Linked DNA regions of Hordeum vulgare: region 2 is linked to region 1. Evidence: chromatin contacts called from public HiChIP or PLAC-seq data. All regions are on one chromosome and are shown on one strand. Each heading gives the region's core, a stretch centred on a gene start, on an enhancer-like site or on the middle of the called end of the contact. The rest is flanking DNA. Distances are from core to core; before and after follow the strand shown. Region 1 holds the start of LOC123403510. Region 2 holds the start of LOC123401337 (NAP1-related protein 2).

What was found. HiChIP or PLAC-seq counts read pairs in DNA pulled down with a chosen protein or histone mark.
Region 2: a contact with region 1 is called in an H3K4me3 HiChIP or PLAC-seq map of embryo, with 6 times the contacts expected there. The contact joins the promoter of LOC123401337 here to the promoter of LOC123403510 in region 1. A contact is called at or near these places in 1 of 6 Hi-C or Micro-C datasets (leaf) and 1 of 1 datasets of contacts at active chromatin or transcription factors (embryo).

What each region holds. Positions count from the first base shown.
Region 1 is chr6H:314,775,793-314,780,873 of MorexV3_pseudomolecules_assembly, forward strand. LOC123403510 reads left to right here and starts at 3,237. Exons shown (of 2, transcript XM_045097441.1): 1 at 3,237-3,529.
Region 2 is chr6H:315,177,629-315,182,900 of MorexV3_pseudomolecules_assembly, forward strand. LOC123401337 (NAP1-related protein 2) reads right to left here and starts at 1,477. Exons shown (of 10, transcript XM_045095121.1): 1 at 1,121-1,477. The coding sequence starts at 1,252.

The DNA of each region.
Region 1 (5,081 bases), core at 1,987-4,486:
CTTTTGTTCCTGAGGACATGGGATAAGTCATGCTAATAGTAGTCATGTGAATTTGGTATTCGTTCGGTAATTTGATGTGTTGTATGTTGTTTTTCCTCTAGTAGTGTTATGTGAACGTCGACTACATAACACTTCACTATTATTTGGGCCTAGAGGAAGGCACTGGGAAGTAATAAGTAGATGATGGGTTGCTAGAGTGACAGAAGCTTAAACCCTAGTTTATGCGTTGCTTCGTAAGGGGCTGATTTGGATCCACTAGTTTAATGCTATGGTTAGACTTTGTCTTAATTCTTCTTTCGTAGTTGCGGATGCTTGCGAGAGGGGTTAATCATAAATGGGATGCTTGTCCAAGTAAGGGCAGTACCCAAGCGCCGGTCCACCCACATATCAAACTATCAAAGTAACGAACGCGAATCATATGAACATGATGAAAACTAGCATGACAGAAATTCCCGTGTGTCCTCAGGAGCGTTTTTCCTCCTATAAGACTTTGTCCAGGCTTGTCCCTTGCTACAAAAGGGATTGGGTCACTTTGCTGCACCGTTGCTATTTTTTTTACTTGTTGCTGGCTACGAATAATCTCACCACACAATCACTTGTTACCGACAATTTCAGTGTGTGCTGATTTTACCTTGCTGAAAACCACTTGTCAGATCATTCTGCTCCTCGTTGGGTTCGACACTCTTACTTATCGAAGGGACTACGATTGATCCCCTATACTTGTGGGTCATCAGATACTCCTTCGTTTTTGTATAAAAGGTCATTATCCCATTTCCAGATAGCAAGAAAACAAAGCCAACAAATAAATAGCATGATGGTTGTGGGCTTGTGGTACCTATTTTTTCTATGGTTGCATACAAGGTTTACATTAATAAACAACATTTTAGGAGATAAAAGTGAAATAGATTCTTATGATGAAAAGGCAGTGACTTTTCTTTTAGATAAAAAAGATAGTGACCTTATCTTTACCTAATAATAAAGCAGCTATTGCATCTCCCTGTTCACCCGTCGCGATGTTTTTACAAAAACACCTTCCTGTTTTATGGTTGTTGAACCTGCAGTCCTTAGTTGAAAAAACGTTTCACCTTTTTATAAATAAAAAACCTGGGCAGCTTCGCTCTGGCACATTCCGACGCTCCTCTTCCCCTCCCTCCCCCTCCTCCTCCTTCCCTCACCGCGCGGATCCGTCGGCCGCCCCTCCTCCTCCTCCCCTCGCTGCGCGGATCCATTGGCGGCGGGTCTCTGGCGCGTTGGCGGCTCGGCTTCGACCGGCACCATCAGAGGGAGCAGACAAACGCGATGGCGGGATCATAGAGGAGGTCTGGGGCGCGGTGGCGTCGTGGGGCAGCGTTCCGACGAGGCAGGGACGACCGTAGGTCGGAGATGGACGGATCCCTCCATTTCCCAGCCAAATCCGGCGGCAGCTTGATGTCCTGCGAGATGGAGCTCGCGGAGCGCGACCATGGCTCCATGGGGTAGCTCCGGAAGAAAAGAGAAAGAGAGATGGGGCAGTGAGGAGGAGGAGAGGGAGAGAGAGCACATGAAGGAGAGGGAGAGAGAGAGCACGTGAAGGAGAGGGAGAGGGCAGCGGGGCACCGGCCTGCTGGAGGCGCCGGCGGTGATCGGAGCTCCTGGAGGTGGCGGGGTCGGCGAGGCGCTGGCGGCAGGCGAGGCCATGGCTGCACGCGCAGCCAGCGGCGGGTAGGTGCAGGTCGCGACGTGTGGGGCTGCGGTTGCGGGCTCCGGGGCATCTAGTGGCGACTACACGAGGTGTGTGGTGGGGGAGGCGAGGAGCGGTGCCGAAGTGTGGAGCCACGGCTAGATGTAGGCGCTGGGAGAAGAGAGCGAGAGGAGCGAGAGGCGGTCGGGCAAAGGAGACCGCCAAGCCGCGATTGGCCGCGGTTGCTCTTCTTATCAATTAGTACCACCTTGCCTTTTTGCAAACACAACCATGAATTTATATACATGTTCAAGTTACCCGTCATCAATCACCTTAATAAGTCGGCTTGGAAATTGATGATCGAAAGATAACGAGTGGGTGCCCAGAAAGGAAGTATTGAAGCAAGGAAGGATCTTCGAAATAAGAAAAAAAAGAAAAAAAATGGTGATCGAAGGATAACGAGTGAGTGTCCAGAAAGGTAGGATTGAAGCAAGGAAGGATCTTCGAAAGAAGAAGAAAATAAAACATGAAGGATAAATATGGTGGGCAATTAAACAAGGAGGAATCAGTACTACATGTGGGATAATTAAGAGACGAGATTCCCTAATGAATGCTTAAGAAATATGGTGGGCAATTAAAAGGGGAAATGAAGAAATATTCCTTCCTAAGACATGCTTGCATTGAAAAAAAAATTGTAGCTAGTTGATTAAATTTTTATGTGTGCAATGACCATATTACGTGCTCTACGTCTATCCCTTCTAAGAAGACAACATACACGACGAAACATCACATTTCAACTGAAGGCTGCATTTATGAAAGTGAAGAAGCTCGCTACCTAGGTACATGATGATCCACTAGAGACGGGGAAGGAGATGTTCATAACAAACTCGGACGAGTAAACGGGACGGACGAAAATAAGTTGAAGCATGAGCCATGTGGCAATGTCTCTCATTGCAACGCACGGCATTTGTGCTAGTATTGATTAAAAAATTATATTTTTCTTAATGGCCCTGTATTTAAAACCAGTAATAGAAGCTTCTGCGAATCATGTTTCTTCGTTCCCCCTCAACAACAACAAGAAAAAAAAATCATGTTTCTTCGTTAAGGAAGTAGAATGAAAAATGAGTACCAACAACACAAGATCCTTCACTGGTTGGATGGTCCTTAGACCTCGAGTTCCCAAACCTGAGAAACTCGTGAAACGTCAAATCTCATAGGCGTTGTACACAATTAGGATCAAAACAATGACTTGCCTGCCTTTAACCTGACTCGTACGTACTACTAGTAATCATCCCCCGCAAAAAAAAAAAAAAAAAAAAAAAAAAAAAAAAAAAACTTGACTAGTAATCAGATGCAGATGCTGAAGACATCGCCATCAAATTTCCGCCTCAAATTACCTACCCAACGTGCTGTCACACTTGCACAAAAGCAAACACTCCTGGGAAGGAAGAAGAATCCACCATAGCGGGGGCCCTCGCGAAGCGTACCCCAACGAAATGTGCACCATACAAACAATGAGAGGGAGATCGGCCAATCAGGCAGTCATTTAAGCCAGCTCGGCTGCGCCGCGGGCCGAGCGGAGCCAGGTACTAGGTGCGTGCGTGCGTGGAAAAGAAAGCGCCGTGTGGGAGGCCAACCGGCACCGTCATGTGACGTAGCGGTAGCGCACCCACGAGGATACAACCAGACTCCATCGGCCTGATACCATATACACGCGCCCTCCCTCCTTGTCTAACAGAATCTCTCTCCCTCCAACCCCCCTCTCTCTCTCTCTCCAACAAAACAGAATCTCTCTCTCTCTCTTTCTCTCTCTCTGCGCAAAGACAGCAGGGTCTCCTCCTCCATCTCCTCCATTGAGATAGATCCTAGGTGATTCCCCGCCCTTCTCCCTGAGCAGCCTCTTCTTACCTCCTCCAGGATTTGGTGCTCTGCTCCGTCTTGCTTTCCTTTCCGTTCCTTGTTTGTTTGCTTGCGTGTTTCTTGTCCGACTGTCCATACATATTCCCTTGGCGAATGGATTCTTGATTCAGAGAGTCCCGCCCCCTTCATCGATTGTTTTGAGGTTTCTGCACTGGATGTTGTGATTATGGGAATTCAGCCGTATAAGCTTACTTAGATCTCATTTCCCCTCTTCTTTAATCGGTGGGATTTCGTTTACAATTGGGTTTATCCACATCCACGGTTATATATGATGAGTATGTGGTAGGAGCAAACAGCTCTATATTTTTCTCTCCCTTTTGTTCAGGTGGTACACAGCTAAGGTACGGTTTGCTATTCGATCTTGCTAGCAGATATGGCAAGCCACAGTGTTTTGTTTCCTTCCATTTTAGAGTAGATCATAGTTTGTCCTGTGTTTTCATTTTAGAGTACATCATATATAATTTTTCCATTATAATTCCACTGGGTCGTTTCTTGTAAGTAGGGTAAAAATTGTCTTGCCCTGTGTCTCTTTCAAGTCGTCTCAGGACATGTCTCACATATGGTACCACCTAGTCCTGCTAGAGTACCAATTTCTTGGGTAGAGAACCGCCAATCTGTCTCGTCTCTCGTGTAAGCCAACGTGTGGTCAAGGTGACCTCGGCTAGATTTGGAGTTACAAAGGTAGCATCCCCTAACTCTGGTGCTCTTTCCCACGGCAACAAATCCTGGAACATCAGACCGTCTAGTAAACTGAATAAACACTTCGAATTATCCTGATAATTTCAAAAAAACTTCGAATTATCCTTGAAAATATGCGTGTGGTTATGAATGTTGACCATGCAAGATGGTTCTACTTGGAGGGGTAATATTTTAAAGCTGTAGCTATTAGGTACGACTTGGACTAACCTAACCAAATCCGCTAGTTATATAATACGGTGTGTTTCGCAGATTTATCGATCGGTATGAACTAGGGGATTTTATTGCGTGATTCTGTCATCTGCTCAATAGGGGTCGAGAGGATTCGCTGTCATAAAGGTTCAAATATTGCACAAATTGCTCGACTAAATTTAGCCTACCAGTATGTGGCTCCTATGCAAAGGAGGCTTTGACTTATTCTATTGTGTGCTTGACACGCCCTTTTATGTCATGATATTCTGACGATAGAGGATTCTTTTTGGTGAAAAGAGAGCTTTCATTAATCAAATATGCTATGGTACAATTGGCATCCTGTCTACCAAATAAGTTCATTTGTGCCAGTTTGTTATACCTTCCCATCCACTTTCTATGAACCATGTAAGGATTTGGATTCGCCGAAAAGGAACTTCAATTTTGCAAGGAGGTTTTGATTGATTTTTTTTGGTCATATCCAGTCATTCCTAACTTTTGGATCTCCGTACTCATTTCACTTCTCTGGTCAAGTTGAACTGCATCTCATGAATATTCACTCTACCACAGACCTTTGTTTGTCTACTAGTACTAGTTTAGTCCTCCTTTGAATGAT
Region 2 (5,272 bases), core at 227-2,726, 400 kb after region 1:
ATCCTAGTGGCAACAACCCGGTTAACACTGGAAACCAAACACAATGTCCTAGCCCAGGAGATTGTAGAACAAGCTGTACACATTGTGGCCAATATGAGCATACTATGTTTCTACCAACCAAGCGAAATTGAATAATAGTTGGTCAAGGAATAATTGGTGAGTAAAATTGGCTGGGGAAGCAAATAAGACATCTAAACAAAAGTCAATCACTTTCTGTCTGGTGTATTCGATAAGATACTGTAGTGGCAAGACAGCAAACAAGCAAGCACAGTAACTTCACGCTTATTGTAATTGTCTAAATCAAGGAAAGCAACATGCACACTTTCTATAGCCAACCAGTTACCAGTATCAATTGACTTTTACATCCAAAATTTGGACAAAACAATTCAAACTCGTTACTAGCAGCTCCAGATGGAGCTGTGAGAGGGTGGTAGCCAATCTAGAATCCAGCCTTTGCAGACCAACCTCAGGAACCAATATGGGGCCGAGAAATGAAAATCGAGACTTACTTCTTCAATCACTTGCATCCGGGAAGTTCAATTGCAAACTGGCGCCAACTTGAGCCACTAGGTTATTAGAGTTATCTTACTAACTAAGTTGGGACATGCCAACCAAAAGAGGAGTCGTGGAAATTGAATTTTATTAATACATTAGATGATTTTTTGCATTTCAAAATGTTTACTGCATAGATATAAATCCTCAAACAGCCTACATATAAACCCTTGATTGCCCGTCCACTACGAAACCTCCTAAACAATTTGCGTGCCTTTTAATACTCTAAAATTTAAAATTTCACTTGCCAGAAGCTCACGCGTGAATCAATCGATAGAATACACTCCTCAGTTCATATAGGTTCTAACAACAAAATTCGCAATATCACAGCTTTTGAGCAAGTACGGCCTGCGGTAATCCCGTGCAGCTGCTACCACCAGTCCGCGCAGCTAAGACAACGAGTAGCGGAGAAGTCTACCAAACAGTAATCAGCAACCCCTCCACCAAATTACGTACTCTCGAATTTGACGAAATCACCCCGGTCCAATAAACCAACTGAGAAACCCAGCTGTGCAACCAACCCAACACTTACGACGCAACAAATCAGATCGGGGGAGGGGCAGCTCACCTTCTCGAGCTCGTCCTGGATCTCCTGGAGCCTCTCGATGGAGAGGACGAGGGCACCGTCGATCTGCTCGTTCTCCTCGCCAACGTCGGTGTCGGTCTTGGCCTTCTTCCCCTTGTCCGCCGGCGCCGTCATAGTCGCCTGTCTAGGGTTTTAGCCTCCGACCTGCGCCGCGGAGAGAGAGGGAGTGTGTGCGTTTGTTAGAAGCGGGCAGAGCAGAAGGGAGGCGGAGCTGAGGGGGACGATGCGGAGCTGCCGGATTTTTATAGTGGACGGCGCGGAGATACGCGTCGAGTCGGGATTGAGGCGATTCGGGGTGGGCTGGGCCGTTGGATTCGCGTGGTTTTGTCCCTACGCCAGGGTTTTCTAAAACCCTAACCCTAAGGATCGGGCGCGAGGGTCTTGTCTTGTTAGTTCGCCCACAAAACAGCTTTGCACCTCTTAAACACGAGCTTAAAAAAAGGCTGCTAGGCACCATCGACTGTCACTCGACGATTGTCCGATCTACGCGCCCAGCCATCCGATTTGCTCGTGCGGGGCTTCGGCCGGACGTTTAATAATTTCTGAAACAATGATCGAGTTGCACAAACAATCGTTTTGTTGTAAAAAAAATAAACTTTGGACCCATTAATTCCTGTAACAACCGTCGAGTTTTAAAAATAATCGTTTTGTTGTAGGAAAAATAAATCTTTGTCTTTCTGTAACATAGGTATTGTTGCGGAAGATATTTTTACAACAAAGTTCATATTTGCGGAAACTCGTCGTTGTGTCGTATTCCTGCAACAAGACATTCGTTGCAAAAAAATGCAACACTGACCATGTTGCGAAAACTTGCCGCTCTGTCGTAATTGCACTAGTTTTGGTGTCATCATTTCGCAACAATGTCGTTGTTTTAGAAACTCATCTGCGGATCTGCTCGAAGGAGCCTCTCGGCCGCATGAGGTCTCCCCCGATTGTTGCAGAGCACCGGTGGCCATAGTAGCCGAGCACCGACCTTGTAGCACCGGCTATGAGCTTCATGGCAGTGTGGCCTGACGGCGCGTTAGTGGCTCCTAGCAACCGCAAACAGCGTGACCGCGTATCCACAAATTGACAGCTTGGGGCGTCATGGCTTGCTGCAAAAACCGAGTACTGGGAGGAGTAAGGGTTGCTTGCTACAAGAAATGAGGAACAACCATGGCTGCTAATTACTAGAATCAGCAAAAGTGTGTTGGCTGCTTGACTGGAAGACGCTTCGTGCCCGAGGACTTACCAGATGTATGGATCTAAGAGAAAGAGGAGAGCGGCTTGAGATATTTTGAGAAGATGGATAAGCCTTGATTTCTGTCGAAGAGATACTGTCGTGGGTATAAGTCTGACAGTAGAAGTACGGGGTACGAAAGTATATGGGCAGAGCCTTAGCTACGGCGAGGATGTATGAGTTCAGGCCCCTCTACGGTGGAGGTAAAAGTCCTACGTCTCAGTGCTCTTGGGAGCTTTGTGTCGAGTGTATTAAGGGATTACAGCAAGTGCCAACCCCTGTACCAGTGGTGAAGGGCGGCTTATATAGAGTGCGCTGCCCTTCATAATGGTCCGGTGGACAGGGGTGGAGTAGTGGCGAGTAAATGCTGGCGTTACTGGTAACGTAAGCCTTAAATGCTAGTTATGGTGTATGAAAACGTATGACCATTGCCCTCCTAGGAGGTTACGATGTACATAGTGGATTCCAGTCGGCACGTTAGATATGCTCCGAGTGGACCGTCGCCGACTGGATGATGGGGGCGTCCTTAGTTCACTCGGAACTGTCTAAGGGCCTTGTCTCCTATGAAGGGTAGTCCTTGGGTAGGACCTATAGGGCAGACCTATGACCCTACCCTGGGACTATAACCCCGTCATTAGTCCCCGAATGGATCGGGGCTGGAACGATGAAGTGATGTCTGGAGTTTGGAGCCGACTGGTATTGAGGTGATCTTAGTGTTGTCTGCCTCGATCCATTTTATCTTTGCGGCTAGTGATCCGAGTGAATATGCAAGCGAAACGAACCGTGAGGGACCTATTGCTTCCGCGGAATCTTTCGACGACACCGGTCATACTCACAGCGCCGGAATTTCCGGGATTCTCAAATTTCGGTTACCGCGCGCTCAGCGGGGATGACGTCATCGCCATCGAGTAGATTTCGGCTCCTCGATTACCGCGCCGCGATCTTCTCCACTAATCTTGCAGCAGACGGTTGGGAGGATAAGATCTTGGGCCCACCTGGAGGTGATTCAGTCGGAGACCTTTTAAAGCCTTCCTGGCGGACCTTCCTGTTGCGCTGCTCGTCTTCCTCCCATTGATCTCGCCTCCCCGCAACTCCATGCACACCTCTAGCCACCTCCTTCCCCTCCTCCTCTGCGGATCCGTCGCCCTCGCCATGACGAAGGGGCAGACCAGCAAGCTTGAGGTGAAGAAGAAGAAGAAGGGGGCGGCCTCCACTCAGCGGCGGAAGCGGGCGTTGCTGGCGGGCTGGATCCAGGGGGACTTCCTCCCCTCCGCGGTGAGGAAGACCGACGTGCTGGAGCTGGTGGAGCACGACATGGTCGTCGATAAGTCTTGGAGGCTACCGGAAGGCGAGATGGAGCCGGTGTCGATGGAGGGGGAGCGCGTCCTGCTGCTCAGCCACGTGGCAGAGGTTTCTCCCTGCCTCCCCATCCTTTCTTCCGAGGTATTATGAACTACTTCGGGGCGCAGCTCCATCACTTTCCGCCGAATGCGATAGCTCATCTTTCGGCATTCATCACCCTCTGCGAGTGTTTCATAGGATGTCCTCCCCACTGGGGGCTCTTCAAATATGTTTTCTCTGCTAGATCTCAAACGGTTAAGAAACTTAGCCAGTCTGATGATAAGACACACATCCTCCAGCTCTGCGGGGGTTTAGGATTTCCAAAGAAAACGAAAAGTAGTTATCCCTCCCTTCAGCTATCCGAGTCGGTTAGGAACTGGCAATCGTCCTGGTTCTATTGCCAGGACATTGTCTGCCCGAATGCTCCGAGTGGGTTACCACCCTTTAGTTTAGACCGTCCGGGCCCTCCCAGGAAGCTAGCGCTCTCTAAGGGAGAAAAGGCCCAGATCCAGCCTTTGATCGACGCGCTGATAACCGTCGTCCGGAACGGAGTCACCGGCATGGACCTGTTGGAGACTTTTCTGGGTCGACGCATCCAGCCGCTCCAGGCCCGAGACCACGCAATGTGGCATTACACGGGGGCCTTCGGATACCACTCGGTCCCATCCTGAAGACGTGAGCAAGGAGACAGTGGGTGCGTGGATCCGCATCATCACGGGCACATGTGATAACCCCGTGGGAGCTCGGCGGGTGAAGGCCTTCCGCGCCCAAAATCCTCCTCTGAATGAGGTGAGTACATGTTGTCCAGTGCTTTTAACCTTCTCAGTTTTATTGCTTTTCTTGTCTCGCCGACTGACGTTGCCGACTGTGTTTTGTGCAGGAGTGGACGAACTGGCATTCTGCAGTCTCAAATGGGGATCCGGTCGAGGAAGAAGAAGGCGGCATGGAGGGTAGCGCGGGTAGTGTCGTGTACGTCTCTAACAGTAGCGAGACAGAGGAGGAAACAGAAGAGGAGGAGGAGGAGAGTGAAGAGCAGAGCTCGTCACCCTCACCACCAGAACGCCGAACCAAGCACCGTCATGACCCCGCTGTTCCGCCGGCTCCTCCCGTGGCCCCGAGTGCTCGGAGTGTGAAGAGAACCAGGGGTTCTTCTGCCGAGCCCGTGGATCAGCCGTCCAAGGTGGTTAAACCCAGCGGGTCTAAACCTCAGAAAGCTTTGCCCCGGATGAGGATCGTTGTTCCGGTCGCCGCAGCGTAAGTATCTTTGCTCTTCCATCTTCCTTCGGTATCCGATTGGACTCTTATTTTTGGGAATTCATGTTTACCCGTCGAATGGATTTCACTCAACAGAGCTGCTACCTCCGCCACCTCTCTGCCGCGTCAGGGTGACAATCCCATGGACACTGATGACGCCGCCACGTCTCAGCAAGGTATGTTGTCACGACTCCGAGAGCTGTATTACCATTTCGCGAGTGCTGTCTTTGATCTTGATCTTTTTCTGTATTTTTATTTTGTTTAGTCGGGCTTCCTTCGGAGGTGATCCATCTGGACGACGACGACCAAAGGGGGGTCGG